Regions from separate parts of the Mus musculus genome. Here regions 1, 2, 3, 5 and 6 are each linked to region 4. The links are chromatin contacts, called in public ChIA-PET, HiChIP or PLAC-seq and promoter capture Hi-C maps. All regions are on one chromosome and are shown on one strand. Each heading gives the region's core, a stretch centred on a gene start, on an enhancer-like site or on the middle of the called end of the contact. The rest is flanking DNA. Distances are from core to core; before and after follow the strand shown.

Region 1 (3,182 bases), core at 645-3,144, 670 kb before region 4:
TATACTTTATTTTGTGGATCCTATTAGTAGTGAGGAAAATTAGCATAACTGTTCCTGAAATGCTACAGCACATATATATCTACAGACTATGACTAACAAGGGAAGAAGGAATAAGCAGACAGGTTCACTCAAGCCTTTACCACAGGACCCCAAAACTCAAGACAAAAAGATGAAAAAAAAAAAAAAAGCCTGGTCAGAATTCCCAGCGATTTTCACTCTTATCTTCTCTGGCCCACTTTAATGTATTAACCAAACCAGGTATGCTTTATCTCCTCCCAGGAGTTGGAGAAGCCACCAGTCCCATTGCTACTGAAAACTCATATCCATTCTAGGCTCTATCAACCTGAACTCCATGACGGTACCAAACAGATGAGAGCCCACTACACTTCCACAGCTGCTGAGACTACAAACTCTACAAATATTCAACTAGCTACGGAAAGGCCAGAGGCTTATCTTGTGCTCAGCAAACAAAAAGGAGGATCTAACCAGAATCTGGTGGAGTCCTGTTGAAGGGAGGCAATCTTGTTGGAGGAAATGGATCTCTGATGCTACCAACCCCCAAAACACACCTATACAGAATTCAGAGCGTCAAGGGCACACACCAAGCAGACCTACATGTGTTGTGTAGGTGGAATCAACAGTGCTGTGACAAGGCGGGACACACACCTGCCTCCAGCGTCACTGCCCACCCCGAGTCTCTCAGAGTGAGGCAGAGGAAAGTGGAGAACGAACACACACACACACACACACACACACACACACACACACACACACAGACACAGACACAGACAGACGACATGATGAGCTGGTCCTACGGACTCCACCACAGCAAAACTGGAGTCTGATAAGACAATTAACTGTCTTCTCTAAAACCTTGAAAAAGAATGAGAATCGTCTTCTCCCCCAACTGAACCTAACCAACTTCTAAGGGCAGTCAGCAATTTGCCAGAGACAGGACACATGGGGGTGGGAGAGGAAAGCCTAAGAAAGCCAAACTGAGAGGACTCCCTGGATTACCCAAGGGCACTGCCCCTCTCCCCGCGCCCAAGTTCCCAGAATGGGAACTGTTTCTAGCATTTCAAGTCAGCTTCCCATTCACCAACGTTTTAGCTCGTTTTCAGCAGTCATGAAGGAGAGCCTCAATTACTCATTTAGCTCAGACCCAAAATGAACGACACCCTTCCCCCAACCTCCTTTATTGGTTACTTGTGACAAGTAAAGGTGCCCTGTCCCGCCCTTGCTCTCAAACAGCTACAAAACCAAGTGTGTCTGGTGAAATGTCTGAACCGGTCCCCAAGAACTTAGCTCTCTTAACCCCGGCCGGGGACGGGGAGACATTGCTTTACGAGGCTCTCTCTCGACACCCGGGCCTTCCTAACAGGGCAGCGGGTAGGTAGGTGCCTTTGCAGGCTCTAGACAGAGACTGGGGTTCGGTCTGCCAGTCGCTCGGAAGGAAAGAAGCAGCATCAAAGATCTGCGGTTCCCGAGCTCAGGGAGCAGGGCAGCGATAGAGGACCCACAGAGAAGGCGTGAGAGGGAACACTTGAAGGGGCGATCTGGAGAAGCGCAGCACGTGGGGGAGACGGAGAGAAAGCGAGCGGTACACAGGGTGAGGTGGCAGAGAAGCCCGGAGGTGCAGGTGTGTGGAGGGCGCGTCCTACCTCGTCCTTGGCCACCCCGCTGCCCAGGGGCGCCTCCAAGCTGCAGTTTGCCCTCTTGACAGTGAGGTAGAAGGGGTAATCCTTGGCCACCATGGCGGCTGCCGGGCCTGCCCTTTGAGATGTCACCGCTAATTTCAGGCGACAACAAAAATCCCGGGTAAAAGAGGGCCCGAGCTCCACGATGCAGGCGACGGCGATGCGAACACCTACAGCTGCTTCTTGCAGAGTGGACCTGACGCCTAAGCTCCACCGGGAAGGGCGGGGCCGCTTTAAGCCATGCCCACTGAGGGAGGGCGGGTAGGCGGGACTAGAGAGGCCCACCCCGCCCTCCAAGGAGCGCCAGGTGCGAACTTACAGACGCCTCCTGAGGCTGGGGCGGTTCTGCAGACTTTGGGGACCTCAGGGGACGCTTGCGTGGAGCTGCCAGACCCCAGACCGCTACATAGCTTGTAGCAAGGAAACCAGGACCCTAGGCAAACGCTGATAGAGCAGGGGGCAAGTCCCAAGCCAGGCTCTCACTTTCCGAGGGGTTAGGGGAGGAAACCTGCGTGTGCAGGGTTTCTCTACATCTCTGGCTGTCCTGGATACATTTTACTAAAAATAAGCTTTAGTAGGTAAAAGCAGTCCAAACAGTAAAATGCACCCATTTTAAGTGCAGTTCAAAAAGCACCGTGAAACCAAGCTCCAAAGCTGAGAGACAAATACTTTCCACCACGCAGTACGGAAGGAACGGAGTCCCCTCTAACCATCCCCTCTCCTCCCCCACCACACAGGCCCCTACACCTACAGCCTACACCCACGCTGGACTGATTCAGTCTGTTTCCAGCTTAGAGCGAAGACCACGCTTTTGGGGATCTTTTCTGGGGAAACACTGACGTTTTAAATGCCCAAGAAGTAATTACAAGATCGTTGCTGCAGCCCAGACCAACCTATAAAAAAAAACCAAACACACACACACACACACACACACACACACAAAACCCCAACAACAACAACAAACAAAAAACAAAACGAAACAAAACAAACAAAACCCTAAAAACAATGGTAACAGTCTTTAGTAAGAGTATTTAAGTAAGCTTTTCTAATTATAGAACACCACCCCATAGAGATCAGAGAGGAGAAGGGTCTATGGGTGTGAAACTGAAAGAGTTCCTTTATGTTGGCCTCAGTTGGAAAATAATTGCAAAAGGCTGGGAATGCCGGGCTTTGGGAGAATAGTTATCAAGTGTGAGGCTGTGAGTTCGATTCCTAGTATCCAATGTGTAACAATTCGGAACAAAGCAGTACACAGTTTGTGTTCAAAACACAGCTACAAAAGAGTTTTTCTTTCTTTTCTTTTCTTTTCTGTCCTTTTCTTTTGTTCTTTCTTTCTTTTTTCTCTCTTTCTCTCTTTTTTCTTTTCTTTTCTTTTTTTTTTTTTTTTTGATATTCTCTATAAAGATATACTTGGAGGTCAACAACATTGAATGTCTAGAAGAATCTGAGACAAGCTTACACTCTCCCTGGTGGCAGAGGAGAAAC
Region 2 (3,582 bases), core at 558-3,057, 840 kb before region 4:
CCAGGCTGACCTTGAACTCAATGATATGCTTGCCTCATTCTTCTGGGATTAAAGGCATATACTACCTTAACTGGGCCTAAGCTTTTCATGGCCGCTATGCCTCAAGATCTGGATCAAAAGTATGTGTCATCCCAAGTCAAGATCTGAGTCAGAAACCCGTGTCTTCTAGCCTCATGATCTGGATCACAGGTGTGCCCTCCATTTCTGAACTGTAGTTCATTCCAGAAGTTGACAACTAGGAATAGCCACCACACCTGTATAGCCTAGGCTGGCCTCACACTATGGAGGACCCCCAGCCTCTGTCTCCTAAGTGGCAGCAGCTGTGGTTACAGAAGTGTACCAGACATCAACTGTTTCTCTGACACTCACTTTGGTACAGGATTCCAACGGTGTGTGTGGCATGATGGGGAATTGCCCAGTCTTTGAGGATTTCTGTTGCATAGGACTAGACTATCCTCCAAGCCCAGCTACCACCATCTTCAGGATGCTTAAATGGGCCTGTCTGCATAAGATAGCACTCCCTGATAGCAGGACTGGATAGGGAGGTTCGTGGGACTCCCTCCTGAGCATCCCTCTCAGCCAACCAAATCCAATACTGCTGTAATGACACGTGGGCTCTGGGAACTCAAGGGGAGCAGATGCCCAGCTATCACATCCAGCCGTGAGCTTGAGCTTGTCGCCAGCCTTGCTAAGTGCAGACTTTACATTTACTTTCGGATTGCCCAAACTCCTGAAAACCCTCCTGCATGCTCCGGAAGTGACCCTAATAATGTCTCTACTATTGGGATCCTAGGAGGAGGGAGGTAGACATTGCCTTCTTTTATTATTATTATTATTACTAATAATAATAATAATTTATTTATTTGGTTCTTTTGAGACAGGGTTTCTCTGTATAGCTCTGGCTGTCCTGGAACTCACTTTTAGACCAGGCTGGCCTCGAACTCAGAAATCTGCCTGCCTCTGCTTCCTGAGTGCTGGGATTAGAGGTGTGCGCCACCACGCCCGGCTGACATTGCCTTCTTACACTTTACCCTCAGCAGCTTCTTTATGGAAGTGACATTTGTTTATTTTTATGTGGGGATTAGTGGGGGTGGGGATGGGGGTAGGGATGGTGGTGTCTTGGAACTCACTCTGAAACAGGCTGCCGAGGGTGCGCCCTCCCCGACTCCAGTCTGACACCAGGATTGATATAGCTGCAGGAGGCTTAGCCCCCTGACGTGAGTACTGGGATTCTCTGGAAGAGCAACAAGTGGAATTTTGGGCTGAGTCTAAAAGCGTCAGCTGGGGTTATACACATATTCACATTAGATATAAGATCTGTAGTATAATTGTTAAGTGGTCAGTGACCCAGGCAAGTCCTTTTGCCTCTTCGTGCCTCAGAGATAGCACTGCTAACGACGGATATACGAGTTTGGTCCACACTGTGACTGTTGCTGCAGTATTTAAAGAACTTCAGCCTGTAAGGTGTGGGAAGCACGAAGAGACAGAGACATATACTCTGTGTCCTAGGCGTCACAAGTCCTTCAACTAAATAAACCTCTCCTCCAAATATAAAAGAGAATGGTTACATCTGTTGTTTCTGCCTATTTGGAAACCTCCATTAGAGCCAAGGCGGCTCCCCAAGGTTGGCGGTGATCACGAAGAAACCGCAGACGCCCCCGGAGAGGGATCTAGAGTCCGGGGAGGCCGGCATCAACGAACGGACCCGCCAGCATGTCCCACTGTGATTGGCTCGGCTGGCCCCCGGCAACCAATCAGCATAGCGTTTGTTGAGCAGCGGCAGCAAGCTGGGTACACAAGTGACCTGAGCGAGCTGCGGGTGGGCGGCGGGGCCATGAACCTGGGGTAAGCCGGCGGGGACTCGCTGGGCTGTAACTTTCAGCCGGCGCGTGGCGGCGGGCGGGGTTCCGGGTCCAGCGCGGACCGTGGTGTTGGAGCGCCCCGGAGGGGAGATGGCGCCCCAGAGGGCGAGATGCTCGGGGAGCTACGGCTGCCCCGTACTGAGCTGGAGCATCCTCAGCTGGGGCTGGACCGAGTCTGGGGTGCGGTCTTCATCTTCAGAAGTTCATCGTTTTAGGAAAACCAGCCACCAGACCTAGACGTAACCGCGCATCCAGAAGCTGAATGTTAGGTTCTCTTCTGGGAGTTTAGAAATCAATGAGGCAGCCTGCCCCGTAAGCTTGCGGGGCGGTAGTATAGAGACTTAGCAACTTCAGATTCATTCAAGAGGTTGCCTTCTAACGTACCCATGAGCTGTTTGTAGTCCTGCAACGGGGTGGCCTCTGACAACCTATATCTCCCAGATTGTTTCCTTTTACAAACGCAGGCACTTTGATTCTCGCTACCAAAGCAACTCTGAGTTTAAAGTTGCTAGTCAACCTGCTCGCCCTTAATTTCTTGGTTTGGTATTTTCTCTTTGACGTTGTCGTCATTACTGTTCATAGACACATAACGCCCACCCCGTTCCCACCCCACCCCCGTAAGACTGTGTAATACTGTGTGTAGAATCCCATCAGAATTTTGTTGACTTTAATAGACAACGTAAGTTTTGCTGGTAGTGTTTACCGTTTCTTTATGGTGGCGCTTTTGACATGTAAAGTGTCATATTAGCCAAAGTTTATTGTTTATTTATTAAGATAGTAATAGAGTCACTAAAGCAATCGTGTAGTATATGAAATAGTCCAAGTTGTGTGGAATTCTGTATTTAAGCAGCCGTCACATTGGTGACCATTTTAGCCATCTTTCAGTCGCGTCTATTCCTCCTTGGAATCTGTCAGTCATGAAATTGTTAAAAACAAAACAAAACAAAAAACGCATAAATAGCTTATCTATGTCTTGTACCTGGCTAAGGAGTTCTGGTAGCAGCATGGGACTTTTGGTATAGAGCTGCAGGTTAAAGGATGCTGCAATAACTGGGTTGCTTTATTTCTTACCAGTAACAAAAACCAGGTTTCAGGTTAAACATGACACATGCTGGCCTCACTGAAAAGTTGTAAGAAAGTCTTTTGTATTTTTTTCCCTCTTAGGTTAAAAAAAATGTGTATGTATGAACACATATATACACATACTTTTTAAATACTTATTTTAATTTTATGTGAATGGGTATCGTGCCTGCATGTAAGTCTGTGGGCCACTTGTGCTGGTGCCCTTGGTGACCCGAGGGGCCTTTACAGACACTTGTTAACTGCAATGTTGGTTCTGCTTGCCAAGAATAGACAGTGCTCCTCACTGCTGAGCTGTCTCTCCAGCCTTGAAAACAATATTTTAAAATTTAAAGACTACTTTGAGGGAGGTTCAGGCAGGTGAATCAGGAATTCAAAGCCAGCCTGGTCAACCAGCCTGGTCTACATACATAGTGAGTTTGAGGGCAGCTTGGGCTATGTGAATTAAAAGAAACAACCAACCAAAACCCCTGCTTTGATGGTCATGTGATTCCTGTATACATTCAAAGGTATAGGTTTACTTTCAAGGTTCATATAAATATCCCTGGCTGCTATTTAGTGAAAGTTGTTAAATTAAACTTGTCAAAACAATTTTCTTTTATATTGCAGAGATGGTTTAAAGCTTGAAACTGAATTACTG
Region 3 (3,206 bases), core at 491-2,990, 520 kb before region 4:
TACTTTGATTTAATCGAGAATCTGGGTTTACTGCCGCTGAAGGTCCTTGCCCTCTATTGGTTTTTGATCTATCAATAGCTGTCAGTAGCCAATGGCTGAGCACTGACCAGGACACTGAGAGTTGTGTGGATAGGACACGGAGAATCAGGAAGACTGGGAGAGAGGAGAAAGGGACACAATGGCAGAGGAGATAAAGCCAACCATCCATGTGAGTTTTTGGGGTAAATGACCTCTGGCCACTTCCCTGACTGGGCCTGGGGTAGCAGGGGAAGGTTTAGGAGTGCCAGTCATTGAGCTAGCCAAGGCATTGTTTTGTTTTGTTTTGTTTTGTTTTGTTTTTCAAGACAGGGTTTCTCTGTGTAGCCCTGGCTGTCCTGGAACGGAACTCACTTTGTAGACCAGGCTGGCCTCGAACTCAGAAATCTGCCTGCCTCTGCCTCCCGAGTGCTGGGATTAAAGGCGTGTACCACCACGCCCGGCCTAGCCAAGGCATTTAAAGAATAACTGGAGTGTGTGTGTGTGTGTGTGTGTGTGTGTGTGTGTGTGTTTTCTATTCGCAGATCTAAAATAGCTCCTGGGTGGGTGTGCATGAGTGCGACCATCCAGAAACACGAAACGACACACAACACTCAGGCAACACACAGCCTGTTTTTCCGGTTATTCAGCCCTAGCAGACCTATGCTAGGCCTTGTTCACAGCTTCTTGTGGGTTTTCCTGACTTTACTTCCTCTGCTTCATTCATTGCTCTGTCCCTGAGGCCAGATCAGGTACTGACTGGAACAGTGCATCTGGTGAGTGACTGACTGACTGAATGGAGGGGAGAGTGTGTATGCGTTAGTTTCTTATCAACTAGACACAAGCTAGAATCATTTGGAAAAAAAGGAAATCTCAGTTGAGAAGATGCCCCCACCAGATTGGCTTATGGAACATCTTCTTGAATTATGATTGGCATGGGACAGCCCAGCTCACCTGGGTTGTATAAGAAAGCAAGCCGAACAAGCCAGAAAGGGCAAGCTAGCAAGCAGTGTTCCTCCATGGCCTCTGCTTCCTCTGCCTCTGTTCCTTCCTCTAGCTTCCTGCCTTGACTTCCCTCAGTAGTGGGCTACAAGCTGTAAGATAAAATCAATCCTTTCCTCCCAAGACAGAGAGGCTGGACGATGGACTGGGAAAGGGCACAGAGCACCCCCAGGTCCCGGGAAGTGGACAGGGCCTACAGAGCCACGCCTCCCTTTCCTTCCATTCTACACACAGGCCCACTAACCACTTCCCTGAGCTAATCTACTAACAGCCTCCTCAGTCCACGGGCTCCATCACCCCAACCCCAGAGGCATCCGTGAGAATTAACAGCAAGGAGCCTACTGAGTTATAGAAATGTCTCTCTTCTCTCTTACCCTACCTCCTGCTTACAGATAATGTTTATTACCAAGCCAAGTAGAAAACATAAACATAATAACCAGTCATCACAATTTAGCCTCTAGGTTAAGCCCGGCATTCGAGTTAGAAATGGCAGACTCTTAGTATGATTTATACGACCCTCAAGCTTATATACTTTGGGGGTCATTTCCAAGGCTAGCCAATTCCATTTAGACAGCAGGTGTCTAGCTTAGGTGAAAGGTCTAGAAACTCTAGCAATCAAGGACAGCGTTCCCACAGGTGACCTCACATTCCCACCTGTGGTCAGCTGGGGATAAGCAGTTACCTTGCCAGGAGGGTGTGGGTTCCTGGGGTCTTTGCTGCCCCCTGCTGCCTTGCTGAAGCCACTCACTTTAGGTACCCTCCGGTTCCCTATCACACTCAGGGTCGGTAAGCCTTGTGAATATCCTTCACAACCACTGTGGTCACAAAGGCTTCTAAGAAACCTCTCTGAACCACCCTGCCCCAGTAACAGCCTAGGAGGGTGCCAAGAACCACCCAGTTTCCTGTGGGAACTCCCATTGCATGTGTGGAACAACCCTGCTACAGTTCAGATGAGGGTCGGGCTCAATGTCTTACACGGAGGTCTCATTCAACAACTGTCCCTGCACACACCTGAACACACGTCTTCAGCTCACCCACATGGGAGGAACCAAGGTCCAAAGCCTTCATCGGTGCTTCTTTTTGTGTAGAAATTCCATATAGTATATAAATCTGGCTCCCCACCATAGATGAGTTTTGTAGACCACCATGTACCTGCCAACCATGGGACATCCCCAGGCCCATCACCCAGAGACTCCACAACCTTCTGTTTTCCTGTCACTTTCTTCACACTCAGATTCCATAATATGATGCTCACCCCCTAGGACAGGGACCTCTGGAGTCACTGTCCTAGATCCTAGACCCTTACAGAAGAGGACCTCTTACTAGTGACTAGTGGATGGTGGGGACAGAGACAGAAGGGCAGGGCCTGACTGCTAGTTTGAGGAATCATGAGGAAACAGTTCAATTAAAATAACTAAATTAAAAGGAAGGGTATAAACAAACCCATGACTGCACCCTTGCAACCTCAGTACTCAGGGGGAGAAGGCATGAAGATCATTCTTAGCTGTATACCAAGTTCAAGGCCAGCATGAAGTACATAAAGCCTGGCCTCAAAAAAGGGGGGGGGGGGGTTGGAGAGATGACTCAGCAGTTGAGAGCACTGGCTTCTCTTCCAGAGGTCCTGGGTTCAGTTCTCAGCACCCTCATGGCAGCTCACAACTGTATGTAGCTCCAGTTCCAGGGAATCTGATACCCTCACAAACACACATGCAGGCAAAGCACCAATGCACATAAAATAAGTAAATCTTTAAAAAGGGGGGTGGGGGTGGGATGGGTATAACATTACATAATGAATCAACTCAGGAGGTTATGTGATTTTTTTCCCTTTTTCTTAAGTATTATAGTATTGATAATGGTAGAATTTTTTAATCCCTTGAACATTTTCCAAAACAACTATTAGTATGTTGTATGACGCTCATTTTTAGCCACCAACACAAACTATAACTAAGTAAATACTATTCCTTTATGCAGACTTTTATAGACTTGAAATGCCAAAGACCTATACAGGAAAGAGTAAGCCCAACCTGGCTCTTAGAGTGATCTCAAGATCAAAACACAGGAAGCACAGGGCAGCTGGCCCTGGGCAGTGCAGTCATCTCTCTGGAGTGCTTGGTGGCTACACAATTATTGGTCTTTCCCTAGTTCCCACCCCATATATACACACCTGCTGGTACCCGAGGAACATCAGC
Region 4 (3,364 bases), core at 474-2,973:
GATGTCAATTTCCAGTGTCTTTACTTAGGAAAAACCACCCTGGTTTTTTGAGACAGGTTCTCTCATTGACTTGGAGCTTGTATTTAGGCTAGGTTGTCTGGCCCAGAACCCCAAGGCTCCACCTGTAATCGCAGAGCTGGGAATAGAAGCACATACCATTCTGCCTAGCATTTTCATCTGGGTTCTAAGGATCAAACTTAAATCCTCATTCTTGCATGGCAAACACTATACCAACTATGCTATTTGCAGACTTTCTTTCTCTAAGGCCTTCTTAAATCCTCACAATTGCTAGCCAAGTACTCTTATCACTGAACTGTACCCTTAGTTTGTGTTTCTTCTTCTTTTTTAAAAAATTTTATTTTATCTGTATGAGTACACTGTTGCTGACTTCAGATATACCAAAAGAGGGCATCAGAACTCACTACAAATGGTTGTGAGCCACCCTGTGGTTGCTGAGAATTGAACTCAGGAGAGCAGTCAAGTGCTTTTAATCACTGAGCCATCTCTCCAGCCAGTTTGTGTTTCTTGATATTAAAAATAAAAGTGTTCCTAGTCCTTTCCCTCCAATATGTATTATCAAAATCATACTATTGCTTAATCTCTCAAGTTTCAATTATATAATTACAAATGGGGCTATAAGTCAATTTAATAAAAGTATAGCTTCAGTAGTGGCATTTACAGCTGGGCATGGTGGTGTATGCCTTTAATCCCAGCACTCAGGAGGCAGAGACAGGCAGATCTCAGGAATACACAAAGTAAATCCTGCTTCGAAAACCAAAAACAACAAAAAGGCATTTGCTTATTACTTTCAAGCTTGTGGATTAAAAACAAGCTTTCCACGAGATTTGACATTGTCAGAATACTTCTTGAAAAATAAAAGACCGTGCAAACAAAAGGTCTGGGCTGGCGAAATGGCTCAATGGGTAAAGTTGCTGCCAGGCCTGACAATCTGAGTTCAGTAGAGTTGAAGGGTCTTTCTTACAGACTAGTACTCCCGGGGCTCCCTGTTCCAGTCAGATAGGACTTCGTTTTGGTCTACAAATAAACCAAGATCATTCGTATTAAGAAATAAAACTCTCGGCGAAATTTAATCTTCAAATTAAGTAAAATGGGGAGGGGTTTAGCGTCTTCGTTTAAAGAGTTCTTAAAGTTTTACCTGAGTCCTATAATTTTATTTGCTAAACCTTTCAACCCTACAAAGACAAGGTCTTCCAAGCTCTTTACTACTTAAACCACTAACAGCTTTCGAAAACATGTCTGTACTTTTTCTATCATTTACTATGCTGTGTAGCTTTGACTCAGTCTTCCTGGGTTCCAAGGCGGATAGGAAACCTACCTCAAAACCTAACAACAACAAAAGCGCGAGGCTCAAGTACATTATGCATCTTGTGTTTTGTATCCTCAGAGCTCACAAGCTGGTGGAAGAAGCCGGCGGGCGGCTCGGAGCTCCTTAGCTACCACAAGCTCCACACTTGTCGTGCTTAGCTTCACTCGACCCGCCACACCTCGAAAGACCAGGGAACAGGTCCGCCAACTGTGCAGAGCGGACGTTGCAATCCTGGGGAGGAGGCCGGCGCCTACACACAGCCATAACCGGAGCAACTGGAAATGACAGAAAGCCTAGTGTTTCCCGGAGGCACCGCCCAGTCACTTCCGGTTCCGTAAGCCTATTGTTCCCGCCCTCAGCCTACACTTTCAACAAAACTTCGGGTTCTGGTAGCTCCCTCGGGCACTCTTATATTTCCTTCACTCTTCGCCTTTTACCCATGTTGAATAAAAACACCAAGGCGCTCGAAACTCGAGACCGGCGGTCAAGACAAGAAGGAGCTGGCAAGTGGCCTTGGCGAAAGTGCGAGTCGGGAACACCGCGCGCTTGATGCTCACACCCCGGCTTCTGCTTGCCGCCGACCGGAAGTCCACGGTCTGAATGGGTCTTGTACCCGGCCACGGCCGCTCCTCCCGGTGGACTTGACAGCGGGCGACTCTGGATCTCTGATCTCGTCGGCTGCCAGGTTCATGTGGAGGCTCCCGGGCCGCAGCGCGCTTCGTGGGGTCCGGTCGGTGGTGGAGCGGCGCAGCCGGGCCGAGGCAGGGACTCACGAGGCGGTGCGCGCCATGGAGCGCGCGGTGGTGCGCTGTGTGCCCTCGGAGCCCAAGCTCAGCCTGTCTTTCGCGTTGGCCGACGGCAGCCACAAAAACATGCAGAGGGACCAGAGCGAGCCTCTGGGCCGGGCCCTCAGCCGGATCGCTACCAACGCCCTCAAGGGACACGCAAAGGTAGCGGCCGCCAAGAAGAGCAGGAAGAACCGAGCCCACTCGAGCGGTGGCGCGGCCTGTGAGGCTACAGGGCCTGAGCCGGTTGCGACCTGCGAGCCGGTGGTGAAGCTGTACTACCGGGAGGAGGCGGTGGCCGAGGATGTGCTCAATGTGGACGCCTGGCAGGACGGAGCGGTGCTGCAGATCGGCGACGTCAAGTACAAGGTGGAGCGCAACCCGCCCACCTTCACGGAGCTGCAGTTGCCGCGCTACATCATGGCTGGCTTCCCTGTGTGCCCCAAACTCGGCGTGGAATTTGGGGATCCCGCCAGCTCCGTGTTCCGCTGGTACAAGGAAGTCAAACCCGGGGCGGCAGAACCTGGGGACAGCGGCCCCGCGTCCTCGTCTCACTCTTCGCAGCCTTCAGCTTGGATCGAGACCGGTGTGGACGAGCGCGTCTACACCCCGTGCAATGCAGACATCGGGCTCCGGCTCCGGCTTCACTGTACACCGGGCAATGGGCAGCGCTTCGGGCCAAGCCGGGAGCTAGAAAGCCTGTGCCCGGTGGAGGCCGGGCCTGGCACCTGCACTTTTGACCATCGACATCTGTACACCAAGAAGGTGACGGAGGACTCTTTCATCCGCACTGTCTCCTACAACATCCTGGCAGACACGTACGCCCAGACTGAGTTCTCTCGGACGGTCTTGTACCCGTACTGTGCCCCCTACGCCCTGGAGCTTGACTACCGCCAGAATCTCATACAGAAGGAGCTCACAGGCTACAACGCAGACCTCATCTGTTTGCAGGAGGTGGACCGCGCGGTGTTCTCCGACAGCTTGGTACCGGCCCTGGAGGCCTTCGGGCTGGAGGGCGTGTTCCGAATCAAGCAGCACGAAGGCCTGGCCACTTTCTACCGGAAGTCCAAGTTCAGGCTCCTTAGTCAACATGACATCTCTTTTCAAGAAGCCCTCAAGTCGGACCCACTGCACAAAGAATTACTAGAGAAGCTGGCTTTGAACCCATTAGCACAGGAGAAGGTCCTCCAGAGGTCATCTGTCCTTCAGGTCAAGTAGCTCTGCTTGTTTTCTTCATACTCGCCCAGGATTA
Region 5 (3,435 bases), core at 262-2,761, 830 kb after region 4:
ACACTTAACTAAAAATAATATAAATGCTTTTTTAAAAATATTAACTTGCTGGCCGGTGGCACAAACCTTTAATCCCAGCACTCAGGAGGCAGAGGTCTGTATGAGTCTTGATATTGAAGTTTGGGACCAGACTGGTCTACAAAGCAAGTTCCAGGCCAGCCAATGCTAAATTGGTAGACCTTGTTTCAAAAGCAAGCAAACAAACAAACAACAACAACCCCCACCCCAAATTAACAAGACAACAAATTAACTCACACAATCCTCACAGTGAGTCTATGAAATAAGAATTATAATTACCCTCATTTTACAGTGCAGAAATTAATGAGGTATCAGGAAGGGATGGAGGAATCCGAAGTGGACACCTGTCTTAGAGCAACAGACTGTGTGGGTGAGCTCACCTTGCTTCCCCAGCTAGAGAATCCCGAGAACAGACAAAGCCTTGGGGGAACAGCCCTGTTAATCCTCCAGGAATTCCCAACAACTGACGGAAGCAAGAAAATAATGAAGGAGAATAATGGGAGCAGGCTGAGGGTGAGCAAGACACCTGGCCCTTCCCCGCAAGGATCTGGGTCCAAGTCTAGTCATCCTTTCGACAATGACACACACCGCCATCAACAAAGTTGAACAGCCCAACCCAGGGCCGCATTTGTAGCTTTCTTCCGCAATAAGGCAGCCTCGGGGCAAGGCAGCCTCGGAGCAAGCAGGGAGCAAGCTAGTTGAATCCTGTAAAGGGATCAGACAGGTAGGCTGACACTCTAGGTGTAGGGTCTGGGAAACCCAATCTCCAAGGACGCCCACTGATTAGCCGGCGGGGAGAAAAATCTCTAAAGAGAATGTGCCCAGCATGAGTTTAGCTATTCTCCCCCAGATTTGTTTGACACCTTGTACGCCTTTAGGAGACTGGCCTGAGCCCACGGGACGTCCGGGTTGCCAAGCTCAAGCAAGCGTTCTTGAAGACTCTGGAACGAGAAGCGGGGGCAGGGGCAGAGGGATCCTAGCTGGATACGCGGTAAGGAAGACAGGCAGGCAACACGGCATCTGGCACAATCGTGCATTCTCTGGACCGCTTAGGAGCCTGCCTTATATAAACCCAGGGTGGCAGGTCCAGGAACCCGCGCCCTGCAGTTCCGGAGCAAAGTTCCCAAAGACAGCTTTCTCGGCCCGCTGGGCTCCGCTCAAGCTTCTCCCGGAAGCGCACTGAGGTAAGACCTCAGTCACCCCCAAGTTCGCACACCCTGGGACCCTGCGGTCCCAGGCTCACCTGCCCTGACCCCGTTCAACTCCGGGCCTTGTCCTCGGGGGAACATTGCACCCCACGCCACGCGCGAATACCCCTCATGCGGAAGCCGCCCGCCGGGACCCTCACGCACCTGGCACCAGGGACCGGGACACTGAGCTCGGATAGCAACTCCTTCCTACTCCCGCTTTCCTGGATCCTAACCCGAGAGTGTCTGCGCACGGTCGAAGGAGGAGCCGGCAAGGCGGAAAACTCTCCGGGCGCGGCCGCGTTTGTCGCCCCGGGGCGGAGCCGCACGAGATGGGCGGAGCCTCTCTGGAGGGGCGGGGTGCGTGGGACCACGCCCACAGGTGAGGGTTGCGCTTCAGTGGTAGCTTTGTAGGAAGCCCCGAGCTTTCCGGAGCAAAGCCGCTCTAGACCTCAGGATGAGAGGACATTCTCGCGGGTGTTTATTTTCAGGAGTTTGACAGCGAAAAAAAACTTAAAACAGTCACTGTGTACGGCAGGAGGAAACTTCACAATGGAAAAAATTACCACCTCAACCAGTGACCAGGGCCAACATCAGCAGTGGTAATTTATATTGATCTTCTGTCGTGTGGTGTCTTCCTCCTGGAGACACATGACCCCATAGTAATCGTGCAGAAATATCAGACAAGCCCCAATTGAGGAACTCAGGACTGTCCAAAACTCTCAAGGTTGTCAAAACAAGAGGAGTCTGAGAAGCTGTCACATGGAGATATGAAAACTAAGTAATGTGACATCTTGGATGGGATCCTGGGAAAAGGACACTAAGTTAAAAAAAACAATGACATCTGGACCATATATAGATTTAATAACAATGCATCAATATTGGTACATCTATTGTAGCAAAAATACTAATATGTTAATAACAGGAGAAGACCCACGTTGGTTGTTTATTTAGAAAAAGGTAGTATAGTGAGTATGATTGTGTAACATTTAAAAATAAAAATTAAGTCTCTTACTCTCCCCAGCTCACATTTAGGCACCTCCTTCCAGATGTTCAACACACTTCTACGTTTGTGTTGCTTGCTGTGCTTAAGCAAATGTATTTGTTTATAAAACAGGATTGCAGTATTTTTTTTTCCCCTCACTTTATATTCGAGTGTCCTTTCAACTGACGCCCCAGGACCAACCAGGTTCTTCGGAAGACTGCACAGGATCTCCCCCCACCCCTTACGGATTCTTCACTATCTAGCTCCCACCTGGGGTACACTTCTTTCATGGCCCACTTTTGATTTGCAAACAAGCCATTTGTCATTTGCATTTTAGGAGCCCAGTGGACTGTAAGAGCCGGAAGAAGCCTGGTTGGCAGGTGTGGTCTGCTTGCTCCAGCAGATCGGAATGAGCTAGCCTGCCAGGCTACTGCCTCACAGCGGGAAACTCAGGCTTAAGGTTTCAGAGTGAATGAATAAATAAATAAATAAATAAATAAATAAATAAATAGCAGAGGAACATGATTACTCCTAGGTATGGTGAAGGAGAAGGTTTATTGTAGAGAAAAAAGAGACATAGTCAAAGGCAGACACATCTGGGAGAATCCAGAATGGTCATGACCCAGAGCCTTGTGAGGAGAGTGGGGAGGGGAAAGGAGATGGGTGAGAGAGGAGAACCAGGTACAGCAGCTAGAAGCTAAAGGTACAAAATAAAGGGGGAGGGGTAACTAAAATCATTATATTATGTAGAGAAAAGCAGCCCTGTACCGTGGCCTGCAGAGTTGTGGGTAGAAGGCAGGTTATGCCAGCCACAGGCTGTAAGGTAAGGCAGGGTATGCCAGCCACAGGCTGTAAGGTAAGGCAGGGTATGCCAGCCACAGGCTGTAAGGTAAGGACTGAGGAATTCTGAGGGTCCAGGGTTTGAAACCTAACACAAAACATCACATAGAAAACCTCCAGGCTGGAGAGATGGCTCAGAGGTTAAGAGCACTGTCTGCTCTTCCAGAGGTCATGAGTTCAATTCCCAGCAACCACATGGTGGCTCACAAGCATTTGTAATGAGGACTAGTGCCCTCTCCTGACTTGTAGGCAGGCAGAACATTTAATAAATAGATAAATAAATCTTAAAAAAAAAAAGAAAGAAAACCAAAAGGGGATGGGGGAACACTTAATAAATAAATAAATAAATCTTTAAAAGAAAGAAAACCAAAAGGGGATGGGGGCAGGCATGGGGGCAGGCAGAAG
Region 6 (3,069 bases), core at 494-2,993, 740 kb before region 4:
TCCCTAGCGCAACCCGATGAACAACAACAACAACAACAAAATTCCTGATTCTCTTTATTGAGAAGGCTCCTAAAAGTATGTACACATATATCAAAACTAAAGAGGCTCCCGCCCAAGGGTTCACCTTTGCTTTTTCTTTTAGCATGTACTAAGCAATGGGTTCCTCTGTGGCAAGAATTTTGTGTGTATGCCAATGTGCTGGCCCATGAGAAGTCCAGAGGGTGACATCAGGTTGGCTGCCTTCCTCTGCTGTTCGCCACCTGAACTTTCAAAGCAGGACCTCTCATTTGGTCTAAACTTCCACATGTCGGCTAGACTGGCTGGCAAGTGAGCCCTTGGGGTCCGCTCATTTGCAAACCCCCTCCCCAGGTGCTGAGGTACAGACACATGCTCTCACATGCTCACCTCCCGAGTGCTAGGATTTTCCATGGATGCTGCGGATCTGAACTCAAGTCCTGATGCTTGTACGGCAAGCCCTTTAAGACCGAGCCAACTCTCCCTGTCCCTCATTGTGACATTTCTTCAAATACAGGTGTATGTGTATACGTGTGTGTGTGTGTGTGTGTGTGTGTGCAAGTGGAGGCCAGAGAACAACCCTGGGTGTCATCCCCGGGCACACTCTCCACCTTCCCTGACACAGTCTCTGATTAACCAATTAGGTGGGCTCCAAGGATCCCCCTATCTCCTCCATCTTCCCAGTCTGGAACTACAAGATCATGCCATGTCACCTTGCAAGTGTAGTGTATTCTGAGGATCACATTAAGTCTCCATGCTTGCAAGACAGGTACTTTACCAATGGAATATCTTCCCTGCTCCCTTGTATTCATACATGAATATAATGTACTTTGGTCATATTCATACTGTTACCCTTTTGGGTCCCCTTCCCCATCACATTCTGTATCTCAAATATTCCCCCCACCATGTATGTATGTTATGACAGGGTCTCATGCAACAACTTTACAATGTAGAATCACATGGGAAAAGGGAACCTTAATTGAAGAACAGCTTTGATCAGATTGACCTGTGGCCATGTTTATGGTAAATTGTGTTCACTGATAATTAGTGGGGGGCAGGGAGACCCAAGCCCACTATGGGTGGCACCATTCCCTTTGGCAGGGAGATACATTAAAAAGAAAAAGAAAAAGCTGGCTGAGCATAAATCAGTGAGTGGACCAGTAAAGATCATTCTTCCATGGTTTGTTTCAGTTCCTGCCTTGACTTTCCTTGATGGGACTGTAACCTGAAACTGTAAGTAGAAATAAACCCTTTCCTCTCCAAGTTGCTTTCGGTCATGGTATTTATCACAGCAACAAAGGAAACTAGGCTACCCCTTGATAAACCGCTCTGTCTAGGTAGGCCTGTTGCTGACTGGGAGAACCACCAACATTCCTGAAGAAAAAAGGTGTGATGTAAGGAGCAGTGACATTGTTAAAACTGTCTGCCTACACAGACTTGAGGGGTAGTGACCTCTTCTCAAGGTGGCCTTGCTCATGTGGGGCTTCTGATCCTGATGACGTTAAGATCCCTATAGACAGCTCTGGGTTTGGGGAACTGTCTTCCAATTCTGCATGTCCATTCTCTAGAACCAGGTGGTGCTCTAGATTTGGGGAAGTAAAAAAAAAAAAAAAAATGGGTGCATAGAGAACATAAAGTTGAACAGGCTGCTCACCGAGATGGGCTGTAGCATCCTGTAACAACCACGAAGTTTGCATTCTTAGCAGCTGGAGACTTCTGGCAATGGAAACTAAAGCAGTCAGTGGCAGTGACCACAAGCCAGAAACTGAAACCACACTCTAATTCTGCACAAGATTGCCAGCCCCGGCTGTTTTCATTGTGTCTTGACTACAAGGATTACATCTAGTTGCATGTACTATAACAGCCTCAGAGCAGACTGAAGCCCATGTAGCCTGCCGCCACTTGTACTAACTCTCAAAATGTCAGCACCAACAACTAACCTTCTAGCAAAGATACAGCGCCTAGAGTCAACAAGCCAATGCCACTCTAGAAACAAAATGTGGAGACTGTCCAAAATGTCTCTGAAGCATGGGCAAAGGGAGACCAGAGAACAAAGCAGACGGGTTTTCTTTTTCTTTCACTTTCTCCCTTCCTTTCTTCCTTCCTCCCCTTCCTCACTCCCTTCCTTCCTTCTTTCTTTTTTTCTTTTTTTGTTTGTTTTTCGAGACAGGGTTTCTCTGTGTAGCCCTGGCTGTCCTGGAACTCGATCTGTAGACCAGGCTGGCCTCGAACTCAGAAATCCACCTGCCTCTGCCTCCCGAGTGCTGGGATTAAAAGCGTGCGTCACCACGCCCGGCTCCTTCCTTCCTTTCTTTTTCATTTTGTGTGTGTGTGTGATATTTAACTATGTAGCTGACTGACCTGGTACTATCTAGCCCAGGCTAGCCATCAAATTAAAACAATTCTCTTGCTTCAACCTCTACGGTGCTGGGATTGCAGACAGAAAACTTGATATTTTTTCCCTTGAGAAAAACAAAACTGGACTTACCATCTATGTGAACGCTGTGCCAAATCTAGGAGTGGACAGTGTGTTAAAGGATATGGCAGACACATAAAGACAAAACTCGTCATTAACCTTACCGGACTAACATGCTGTTGGAAATGCTTGCTAAGATCTTTAACCTGTCCCGTCTTTCTATAGACAAAACAAGAGCCCTACTCTGTCAGAGAAATAAAACCATTTCAGTGAACAAGCAGACTAAAATTCCAGCGTAACTTAAAAATGAAACTTCCCTTCGCCCTTCCTTTTCCTTGTTGTTTCAAGATATGATCACACTATGCAGTCCCAGCTGGCCTGGAACTTGCTATACAGAGTAAGCTGACCTTGAACTTCAGGAGATCCTCCTGTCTCTGCGTCTTAAGGGCTGGAGTTACAGGTGTGCACCACTACCCCTGTTAGCTTCAAGTTCACCGTCAGTCACTTGTGTCCGCAGTGAGATGCAATGCTTCTTTTCTGTCACAGCTCTGACTAAGCTTTGTATAGGGCATAGATAAAGGTGAGTGAAGGGGCGAGGGGTGGCAAGATGGCTAAAATGGGGAGAGGTGCTTGCTGCT

Evidence for each region. Promoter capture Hi-C pulls out the DNA fragments that hold promoters and counts their contacts. ChIA-PET counts read pairs in DNA pulled down with a chosen protein or histone mark. HiChIP or PLAC-seq counts read pairs in DNA pulled down with a chosen protein or histone mark.
Region 1: an RNA polymerase II ChIA-PET map of memory CD8 T cells shows a contact between it and region 4, with 37 read pairs. The contact joins the promoter of Arhgef3 here to the promoter of Pde12 in region 4. A contact is called at or near these places in 2 of 115 datasets of contacts at active chromatin or transcription factors (bone marrow-derived macrophages and memory CD8 T cells).
Region 2: an RNA polymerase II ChIA-PET map of memory CD8 T cells shows a contact between it and region 4, with 27 read pairs. The contact joins the promoter of Ccdc66 here to the promoter of Pde12 in region 4. A contact is called at or near these places in 3 of 39 promoter capture datasets (cranial neural crest, liver and pre-B cells), 1 of 484 Hi-C or Micro-C datasets (muscle stem cells), 1 of 115 datasets of contacts at active chromatin or transcription factors (memory CD8 T cells) and 1 of 9 other capture datasets (adipose tissue).
Region 3: an RNA polymerase II ChIA-PET map of memory CD8 T cells shows a contact between it and region 4, with 5 read pairs. The contact joins the enhancer-like site here to the promoter of Pde12 in region 4. A contact is called at or near these places in 2 of 39 promoter capture datasets (the 3T3-L1 cell line and hippocampal neurons), 2 of 484 Hi-C or Micro-C datasets (both in cortical neurons) and 3 of 115 datasets of contacts at active chromatin or transcription factors (bone marrow-derived macrophages, large pre-B cells and memory CD8 T cells).
Region 5: a promoter capture Hi-C map of embryonic stem cells shows a contact between it and region 4, with 2.5 times the contacts expected there. The contact joins the promoter of Anxa11 here to the promoter of Pde12 in region 4. A contact is called at or near these places in 1 of 39 promoter capture datasets (embryonic stem cells) and 1 of 9 other capture datasets (adipose tissue).
Region 6: a contact with region 4 is called in an H3K4me3 HiChIP or PLAC-seq map of bone marrow-derived macrophages, with 7 times the contacts expected there. The contact joins the enhancer-like site here to the promoter of Pde12 in region 4. A contact is called at or near these places in 4 of 39 promoter capture datasets (the 3T3-L1 cell line, hippocampal neurons, liver and 1 more), 1 of 484 Hi-C or Micro-C datasets (cortical neurons), 4 of 115 datasets of contacts at active chromatin or transcription factors (bone marrow-derived macrophages, large pre-B cells, memory CD8 T cells and 1 more) and 1 of 9 other capture datasets (adipose tissue).

Annotation. Positions count from the first base shown.
Region 1 is chr14:27,334,749-27,337,930 of GRCm38.p6, reverse strand. Arhgef3 (Rho guanine nucleotide exchange factor (GEF) 3) reads right to left here and starts at 1,894. Exons shown (of 10, transcript NM_001289687.1): 1 at 1,662-1,894. The coding sequence starts at 1,754.
Region 2 is chr14:27,506,685-27,510,266 of GRCm38.p6, reverse strand. It overlaps Ccdc66 (coiled-coil domain containing 66), which reads left to right and starts at 1,807. Exons shown (of 18, transcript NM_177111.3): 1 at 1,807-1,845; 2 at 3,552-3,582. The coding sequence starts at 1,835.
Region 3 is chr14:27,191,220-27,194,425 of GRCm38.p6, reverse strand. It overlaps a transcript of Arhgef3 not described here. Among named protein-coding and RNA genes, the nearest start is that of Gm34848, 73 kb to the left of the region's middle. Within about 2 kb of position 1,740, at least 20 of the 459 cell types and tissues checked have an H3K27ac peak or open chromatin away from gene starts, as enhancers often do. A contact at or near this core is called in memory CD8 T cells, where this site is marked.
Region 4 is chr14:26,668,205-26,671,568 of GRCm38.p6, reverse strand. It overlaps Pde12 (phosphodiesterase 12), which reads left to right and starts at 1,723. Exons shown (of 3, transcript NM_178668.3): 1 at 1,723-3,321. The coding sequence starts at 2,017. It overlaps Mir7672 (microRNA 7672), which reads left to right and starts at 1,961; the gene lies at 1,961-2,022.
Region 5 is chr14:25,840,231-25,843,665 of GRCm38.p6, reverse strand. It overlaps Anxa11 (annexin A11), which reads right to left and starts at 1,511. Exons shown (of 15, transcript NM_013469.2): 1 at 1,371-1,511.
Region 6 is chr14:27,404,300-27,407,368 of GRCm38.p6, reverse strand. It overlaps Gm52095 (a long non-coding RNA gene), which reads left to right. Exons shown (of 4, transcript XR_003951011.1): 4 at 1,207-1,487. Among named protein-coding and RNA genes, the nearest start is that of Gm34702, 5.5 kb to the right of the region's middle. Within about 2 kb of position 1,743, at least 103 of the 459 cell types and tissues checked have an H3K27ac peak or open chromatin away from gene starts, as enhancers often do. A contact at or near this core is called in adipose tissue, bone marrow-derived macrophages, liver and 3 more, where this site is marked.